Linked DNA regions of Mus musculus: region 1 is linked to region 2. Evidence: chromatin contacts called from public Hi-C data. All regions are on one chromosome and are shown on one strand. Each heading gives the region's core, a stretch centred on a gene start, on an enhancer-like site or on the middle of the called end of the contact. The rest is flanking DNA. Distances are from core to core; before and after follow the strand shown. Region 1 has its middle 89 kb from the start of Gm40630. Region 2 overlaps Sesn1 (sestrin 1).

Region 1 (4,284 bases), core at 435-2,934, 350 kb before region 2:
AAATTAAGGGTTAACAATTAAAAATAAGACGATCCAGATGCACCTGCTGTCATCCTAACGTTCCTGAAATGGAGTAGCAGAACCAGAGCCTAAGCTAGAAGAAAGGCGTGTGAAAGGAGGGCTTGCCTTGCCGGCCATATTGGTACTGAAGATAGAGGTGGGGCGGCAGACGCAGGATGGAGATGGCCTCTGGGTGCTGGCACCTATGGTCCAGAAGAAGGGAGCTGCCACCTTGATGGTGAGAGCCACTCTGGTCTTCAGACCAGAATCATAAGACAATGGCCTGTGTGGGTGTTTTGGTTGGGAACCATAAATTGGTGGCAGTTAGTCACAGGAAGCAGTAGGAAACTCATGTCCCCTTTTCCTATTTGGATTCATGTCACTAGATGTGGGTGACTCCTGTGTCCATACCTGGCCTGAGGGTCTAGTGTGGCTTGTGGACTGTCTCCCTGTCTCCCCATCTTTTCTATTTTTCCTTGTTCACAATCGGGCACTCAGATAGCTATTGAGAAAGATCTCTGCTCATCAGGAACACTCAGAAGTCTATGAAATACAGTCCGATGCCCAAAGGATCCTATGGGTCTGGGACCTCTGACAATGGCCTACGAGGCTCCTCTCTGAACCCCAGGAACAGAAAATGACTGTGAAAGGAGCCTTCCTACCAGAATAGGATGCCCCTCCCATAACAAACCCAGATAGGAACACCCTGGACACAGCCACACCTCCTCCAGGAAAGCAAGATCCAGGCAAGGCCAAGTGCTTGGAGCCATACCACATGCACTCTTTCTGACCTGGTCTCCTTCAGGTGGCATAAAGGATTTAGTCATGATAAACCATGTTCAAAATAAAAAAAAAAAAAACAACAAATAAAAAAAAAAACACTCCAGTTTTCAGAAGTTCTCAGAGCCTGCTTCTTACAAAGGAAACTTCCAAGGTCACTCAAACAATGTGCTAGAGTCCATCGGGGGTCAAGGCACATCATTGTCTTTCTTGAGAAGACTCCACAAATGACAGTGCTTTCCCCAAGTGAATCTATTTCGTTTTCAAATAAGTTCAAGAGACTTCCTTCTTTCCTTCCTTTCTTCTATCTATTTTGAGGATGGGACTTGGGTCATAAACACTAGGGCAAGCACTCACTGTTGAAATCCACCTCCAGCATGACAGGCAGACACTTTTTCTTGCACTATATTGAAAATAAGGTGGCTGAAGTTCAAAGACATTGGTGTAGGTCCAAAGTCAATTTCCCCTTTAGCCAGATTCTTCCTATTTTCAACCCAGAATTCTGTTTTTCAAGTTTACAATAAGTACAACATGCCAGGGTGTTGATCTTTGTAATCTGCGAATTGAAAAAAAAAATCTAACTTTACCCAAACAAGTGATAAGATGCCCAAAAGAGCCTCGAGCCAAATTTAAATCCCACCTTCATTTGCTGGCTGCATGGCCTCGAAGGGAGAAACTTCACACACCTCAGTGTTCAGGAGAGAGTGTGGTGAACCGGCTGCTCATTCTCACGTCTCCTAGGAGAACCCATTTAATGCACCCCTCTGAGTAGATGGTGGGTGAGGCCAGCGCAGAATTGAGTGACCCAGTATTTTCTGGTCAAGGAAACCAAGGGGTTAACAAGGCCACGCAGAAGCGGGCACAGCTGGGGATCATTAGCTCCTAAGGAGGGGGCCAGCCCCGGAAGGAGGAAGCCTTCCAGCTGCAAGGAGGAGCCCTGCCCAGGGTGTCTCCCTTGGAGGAAACTTGGGCTGACAACTTTGTTTTCTTTTTTTTTCCTGATGGTGGCTTTCCTCTCCAGGGGGAAGTTCCCCATATGTGAGTTTGGTTTGTGACCCCTGGCTTGTCCCTACTATCGATGGCTGGCCACTTGTGGGGCAGCATTTGCTATTGATGTTGGGCCAGGATGGTTAGGAAACGAGATCTTCCAAATGGGGACTCTGTGGTTTGGTTTGGCCACACTGAGATGGATCTCCAGAAGTACAGTCTGGGCTGGGACAGTTACCCACAGGGTGGGGCTCCAGCCTGGGGAGTGTTTCTCAGCCCCAACCCCTTTGTCCACAGGCAGGACGTTTTCCAATTGCATTTTAAAATTATTCTTAAAATTTCTTCATACAATATACTTTTATCACACACACACACCCCCCCCCGCATCTACCCCCCCCTCAAGTCCTCCCAAGTCCTTCCAGGTCCTCCCCACCCAATGCCAAGTTCTTTCTCTGGCTCTTAAAAAACAAAACAAACCCTATGAAGACAAAAGACACCAAACTCTAACAACAGCAGTCCCTCCCCCACCACACACACACACACCATAGTGTCTGTTTTGTGTTGGATAACTAGAGTGTGGTCAATATACCTGATTTTTTGTCAGGTACTGATTGCGCGGGGCTTCTTGGTCAGGGGTTGGATGTTATGGACACGCCTCCTCTCCTGGCTGGGCTTCTGTCCCCTTGGAAGTTGTGCATGTGTCTGTGTACTGTCACTGTCTTTACTGTGGGGCTGCTGTGGTTTATAGTCTGACCTCCGGCTTTGTTCTGGGTGTAGCAGTCAGTACCTACCACTCCTAACCCCGGCCACTCTGGAGGCTGAAGCAGGAAGGTCACAAGGTCAAGGCCAGTCAAAGAAGGACTTACTAGAGGGTAGTTAGGAGCAGCTGTCAGGCTCCAGGGTGCAGAGAATAAGGAGGCCAGGTGCCAGAGGCACTCTAGGGAGGGGATGATACCCCCAAGGCTCTATCCCCCACAGCACCAGAGAAGCAAGAGGAAAGAAGAGGGGGATCCCCAAGGCTGAATGTCTCTCTTTGAAGCACCACGTTCCTAAACAGCTGTGGGTCTTCTGATCCTCAGTCCTGGCTCCTGGCTCCTGGCCCCTCAGCAGCCCCTTGATTCACTGTTTAGACAGGCTAGGCCCTAACTGTCCTGAACTGTAGGCAGCTGCAATAGGAACTCAAGCCCAAGCTCAGAGAAACTGAAGAAACTCGGAAACCTGGGATGTCTCCAGGAAGACTTCGGGACAGGGAACTAACTGCCCATGAGGCAACCCGGCCAATGAGGACAGACTCTCGTCATAGCTGGAATAGTTCAGACCCCCATGCCCTCTGACTTTCTCATTGTAATGGCTACCCAGGGACAGTGGGTGGGACACCAGGGTTGTAGGTGATATTTGTCCTCACAGTCACCAGGAACTTGAGGGACCTTTTTGCAGGTCCAGCACCAACTCTACGTAGACTCATGCACACACATGGAAACCTGGCCTAGTTTCTCCACTAAGCTCAGTTGGCTCACCCTGCGTCATAGCTTTGTGCCTCTCCCACGATGCTGCAAGTAGCTTTGTGACCTTGCTGGTGATGCTGCAGATAGGCCATGACAGATGCTGTAAGGTGCACCAGCCAGGCATTGCATATTGGGTAGGGGAGGAATGGAGCAACTAGCGAGGTCCTGGGTGAATATGCATCGTCAGGTCAAGAACCTACCTCAGTCCCATGGGAGGAGCACCTTCCCAGGGCAAGGCTCAGAGAGTTAGCAAAGCCCGCCACACTCCAACTGCTAATGCTAACAGCCAGCGTATGTTAGAAATGCCCACACTAGCTCTCTTCTCAGCTGTTTATGGCCTGGAGTTTGCTCCCCTGCTGTTGCTCCTGCCGACCTCCATGTTTAGCTGGGTATAATAAGTGCACTGACCTTCCGGGATGCTGCACCTTCTCCATCAGAGAACCCCAGTCTGCCGGATCCCAGCTTGCCTGTGTCTCTGTATGTTATTCTTTTCTGCATTTACTCGCTGACTCTGTTAATCCTAGGAGCTGTGCAAACACACACAGCCAAGGGGACATACTATAAAGCCCTGTCCTGCGGACCTTTGCCCCATTGTCCACTGAGGAAGATGGTTGGTCATGCCCAAACGGCAGGGGAAGAGCTAGGAGGAGGTGGGTAGCCGATAGTGAAGGACATTCCCTCGCCACTTCAAACGCACCTCGATTTGTACAGAGAGTTGTTCTCATGCCAGGATCTCCCTACAGGTTGACTTTTCTCCATGTAAGAGAAGAGGGCACCAGAAGACACCAGCAAGGCTAATATCTGAGTGGCTCAGGGCCAGTGACCTGTGGGAGCTTTTGTCTGCGTGTGTCCGCTTGTTGGTGGTAGCTGTCCTCGTGCTCAGGGTTCAGAAGGATCAGCTGTGTACAGAGTTGTGACATATGCTGCTAGCTTCTCAGAGACCTGCTTCAGCTTCCACCAGGACTTAGCATTCACAGCTATAACAGCTCAGGAGGGACATTCAGCAGGGCCC
Region 2 (4,135 bases), core at 37-2,536:
AGGCAGAAGCCCAGGCAGGAGGGTCAAGAATGTAGGGCCCTCCTCACTGACACAGGGAATTTGGTGTGGGGATGTAGAGATTATATGACTGTCTCAGAAAAAAAAAAAAACAATCTCAAATGTTAGTTCAGATACCCAATCAGGTAAGTTCTTAAAGTCACTGTATAATTTAATGAGTTTACTACAATGTAAGAAATTAGTCCAGTGAAATGTAACAGTTTACACAGGTAAATACTGAATATGGAAATCATACTGCTTAAACACAATGGTTCTAAGGACAACTTTTACATAATAACTTTAAAAGGGAACTCTGCACACTTTAGAGTATGCATGGGCGACAAGCAAATGGAAAATTCATTCTGTGTGTGCTCAGTGGAGTTATACAATCTGGGCTCGATTTCTCAAAAGACAATTGAGGTCCCTTTTCTTGTGTGGTAAACAACTTGCTGTCTGACTTGTAATGCAATACCATATCTTGGTAGATTTCAAACATTTATAATCCACAGGAAAAATACTCAACACTCCTACACTATTTTTTTAAAACCCACAATAGTACAGCCTTTCAGCCACAAAGCTCGAAGCCAGCTATAAACCAGTACTTTTCCACTAGAGGTTCTTGTGGGGCGGGAAGGGGACTTTTAGCACTTAGGAACATTAGGGTCTAAAATAAGATCACTGCAAGGAGTTACTACAACACTCACAGTGCCAGCACTGTCATGGCAACAATGAGCTACCTAGGAGAATATGCTTTCAACATTCACAGCTAATCTTTAGTCATTACTCATGGAAATATACCAAATTTTCTTTTAGGTAGTGCATTAAAGGAACCATCTGACTTAGACTCTTTTAATGTAAAGACAAGCCTTTCTATACACCGGATTTCTAGCATCCCCACTGCAGGCAGTCGGTATAATTTACAGTGATGGTGATGAAGGCTATAGACCACAGTGAAACATCAATACTCACCAGGGTTCAAATACAGTTCCAGGATGAGTCAGGGTTTAAGTAAAATTTTGATTTTATGTTTTAAGGCAAAATAATTTAGTGATATATACTGACTGCTAATATCTTATTAAATCTTTATTCAGATAATGTTGTATAATGGTGACAAGTCTCATGGCCCACTGTGAAATCTAGCTTCTCCTTAACTTATGATGTCTTGGCCAAGTTATTTAATATCTCTGGACATTTTTAATGTACAGAATAATGATAATACCTATACAGTATGCTGTTGTGACTCATGACTGTAACTAGGTGAAAGGGCTGAATACCAGGCTTAGCATACACAACACGAATTCTTTTCTCTACTCAAAAAATAACCATACTGTAGAAAATGATTTAAGGTGTCTTGGTTCCAACTCTACTCACTTTAGAGTAAGTAGGAGAGACTTGAGTCATCTGACCTGTGAGAATGACAGAGAGGACATGACACAGGAGCTCAGACAGCACCACACACCAAGAGAGGATGGTACAGAACCTTCCATCTCTTGTGGAGGATCTTTTAGGTAATGTAGCCTTTGCTTAGGTGCTTGGTTCTAACTTTCTGGGGGATCCCAGTGGATATGCAGAGTAGGGACCCCACTGGGCAGGTCTCCTGTCCTCTGCAGTGTCATGAGGCACACAGAACCTGTAACAGGTAACTGACTTGGAGTAGTAGACAGGAGGCTTCGTCTGCTTTCTCATTAGTTGGCATACGAACTGTCACTTGCTGTCCTACCCTATGTGTCCCTGAAGACATAAATCAAAGCAAAATGTTCATAAGTGAAATAACAGATAACATGATCTGTGAGGAATCCAGTTTCCAGAGAATTAAAATAATATTTATAAAATCCTTATTCATAGTTTTTAGAAATGCTACTTCCCCTGGACAAAGAACCTGCAAAGTAGCTAAAACAAAAACAAGTACCGCCCTTCTGTTTCCTAGGGATTGGGGGACCTGCGGGCATACTGTGTCAGAGAGATGGCTCCCCAATGCCTCTCTGAACTATGAGTTAACACTTGCTGTGACACTATACATGCCTCACCACTGAGAGCAAAGGTTTGAGAAAGTTAAGGACTTTGATCAAGGTGTGGCTAACTCAACAGCCTATGGTCGACAGTGACCCTCTACTGCTGCCCCAGGCCTGCAAGCATAGGCTATGGCTACCCATTTCTCAATGAGCACGTGATCACCTAGATGATAACTTGGCTGCCTGCCACCCTCAATGCGAGTGCCATGATGGCTTTCTGGATTGATACTAGAGTACAGCAAGGGCTGGACGGAACACTAGGGATTTGCTATCAATTCTGAACAAAGTCTAACACTTATCCTGGGTCAGAAACCATCCACGACAACAGAACCTTAGGCAGGCTATGCAGGAGCACAGAACTTAAATGTTCACAACACCATTAGGAGTATTGACACATGTGATTTGCATGGGGGATCCATTAAAATCAATTACATAAATAAAAACCGAGTCTGCCCATTCTTAAAGCCCTGCTGGTCTGGACTTGGCCTCATTAAGGAGACATCTCACCAGTATTTAGAACCCTATTATGAACCAGACCCACTTCTGGATGCTTCCATTTTCACTTAATTTTCAATATCACCATGTAAATTTATAGATGGCATCACCACCACCACCACCACCACCACCCTAGCTTTGAAGTTAAGTAGAAATTCCACAAAGTTTATTCCTAACTCCTTTATTCTAGAGTCCACCAATAGACAAAAGCTCGACAGGTGTCCCGGTTTCTCCCATGGCCATGACTGGCTCTAAACAGGCAAGATTCATGTAAGCTCAGTGCACATGAGCCCAGGCTTGCTGAGCAGATGATTTTAATGGCTGCGTCACACCCAAAGTGTCTCCTAACCTCTCCTTGTCTCCCAGCTCCTCCATTCTTTCCTCCATGCCCATGATGCTCTGAGCCCCGTCGAGGTGGTATAAAGAAATGTCTTAGGGCTGAGCACTCAACCCTCACTTATTCTCAGCACCCTGAGCCTCCTGAGCCCCCTGAGTCCCTGTACTCACTTCAGTTAACTCTGCCCCAAACCTGCTTCTGCAGTGGCCACAGTGTGATACAGGACTATGCACCTTGGTGCCTCTACCTTTAATTTTTCTAATCACATCACAAGATAAATAATAAAATGTCAATTCTTAGATGAAGAAACAGAGGCTCCAGTGGTTAACATAAGCACATGGCTGCTACAAAATGCCAATGTGATCTTTAAACCATTCTGAAATAATAGTTTAACCTTCAAGATTCAAGGGGAACCATGCTATTTAGGACGATACGTAGAAATTAAAATAATCCATGAATACAAAAAATATAAGGCTGTGGTTTGGTTTTGTTTGTTTCAAGTAGAGGCCCTGTTTAAAAGGCAAAGTCTATGTCTTTTCTTTCCTACATCAAAAAACTCATCAACATACCCTCACTCTGGAGGCCAAGGTCTGACGATCTATGTGAGCTTGTGGCAAACCTGGTCTAGACAGCAAGTTTCAGGCCAGTGAAGGCTACATAGCTACAAGGTAAAACACTGTCTCAAAACAAAACAAAACAAGATCCCAAACCTGTAAACACAGTGTTTAGTATGTATTAGGTACCCAATAAATTTTGAATAAATGAGATAAAATACTTCAATAGGTTTAATAAAAAATCTACACTGTCTCAATAAAATTTTAATTTATTTTTTCACACTGTCATTAACCAAACAAAAGATAAATGCTAAATTTTGTAATTTATCTGTTGATGAATCTCTCTTGTTAGATTAAAAAACAGGTACTTTTTAGCTTGACATTTAATTGCTACCAAAACCATGAGAATGGAGGACTTTGAGAGATCTTAGTCTATGACAACCTGCCTCCCTGTCTATAAATCACTGAGTTTTGAAAGTCTTCGCTTAGGTGTGCCCTTCAGCAGCACTGAAAACATCACTCTACTACTATTTTGGAAGGCTTGGTCTTTATCACATGTCTCACTGTGTTTAGGCTATGAATAGCATTTGAAAATTTACTCAGTTATAATTATAGACGGTGAACACCTGCCAATGTGCCAGAAAATGAAATCATGCAAAATTAAAAGACAAGTGTGCAATGTTGTCAGATGCCAGTGATCAGCATAGCAAATGTGCACTTTTTATAAACTAAGATTCGAA

Evidence for each region. Hi-C and Micro-C count contacts between places; a contact is called where the count stands out from the background.
Region 1: a contact with region 2 is called in a Hi-C map of the C2C12 cell line, with 2.3 times the contacts expected there. The contact joins two enhancer-like sites. A contact is called at or near these places in 1 of 39 promoter capture datasets (cranial neural crest), 3 of 484 Hi-C or Micro-C datasets (the C2C12 cell line, the G1E-ER4 cell line and pro-B cells), 5 of 115 datasets of contacts at active chromatin or transcription factors (the NIH/3T3 cell line, bone marrow-derived macrophages, embryonic stem cells and 1 more) and 1 of 9 other capture datasets (macrophages).

Annotation. Positions count from the first base shown.
Region 1 is chr10:42,168,656-42,172,939 of GRCm38.p6, reverse strand. No RefSeq gene overlaps it. Among named protein-coding and RNA genes, the nearest start is that of Gm40630, 89 kb to the right of the region's middle. Within about 2 kb of position 1,684, at least 51 of the 459 cell types and tissues checked have an H3K27ac peak or open chromatin away from gene starts, as enhancers often do. A contact at or near this core is called in the C2C12 cell line, where this site is marked.
Region 2 is chr10:41,819,337-41,823,471 of GRCm38.p6, reverse strand. All of the region lies in intron 1 of Sesn1 (sestrin 1), which reads right to left. Among named protein-coding and RNA genes, the nearest start is that of Sesn1, 11 kb to the right of the region's middle. Within about 2 kb of position 1,286, at least 43 of the 459 cell types and tissues checked have an H3K27ac peak or open chromatin away from gene starts, as enhancers often do. A contact at or near this core is called in the C2C12 cell line, where this site is marked.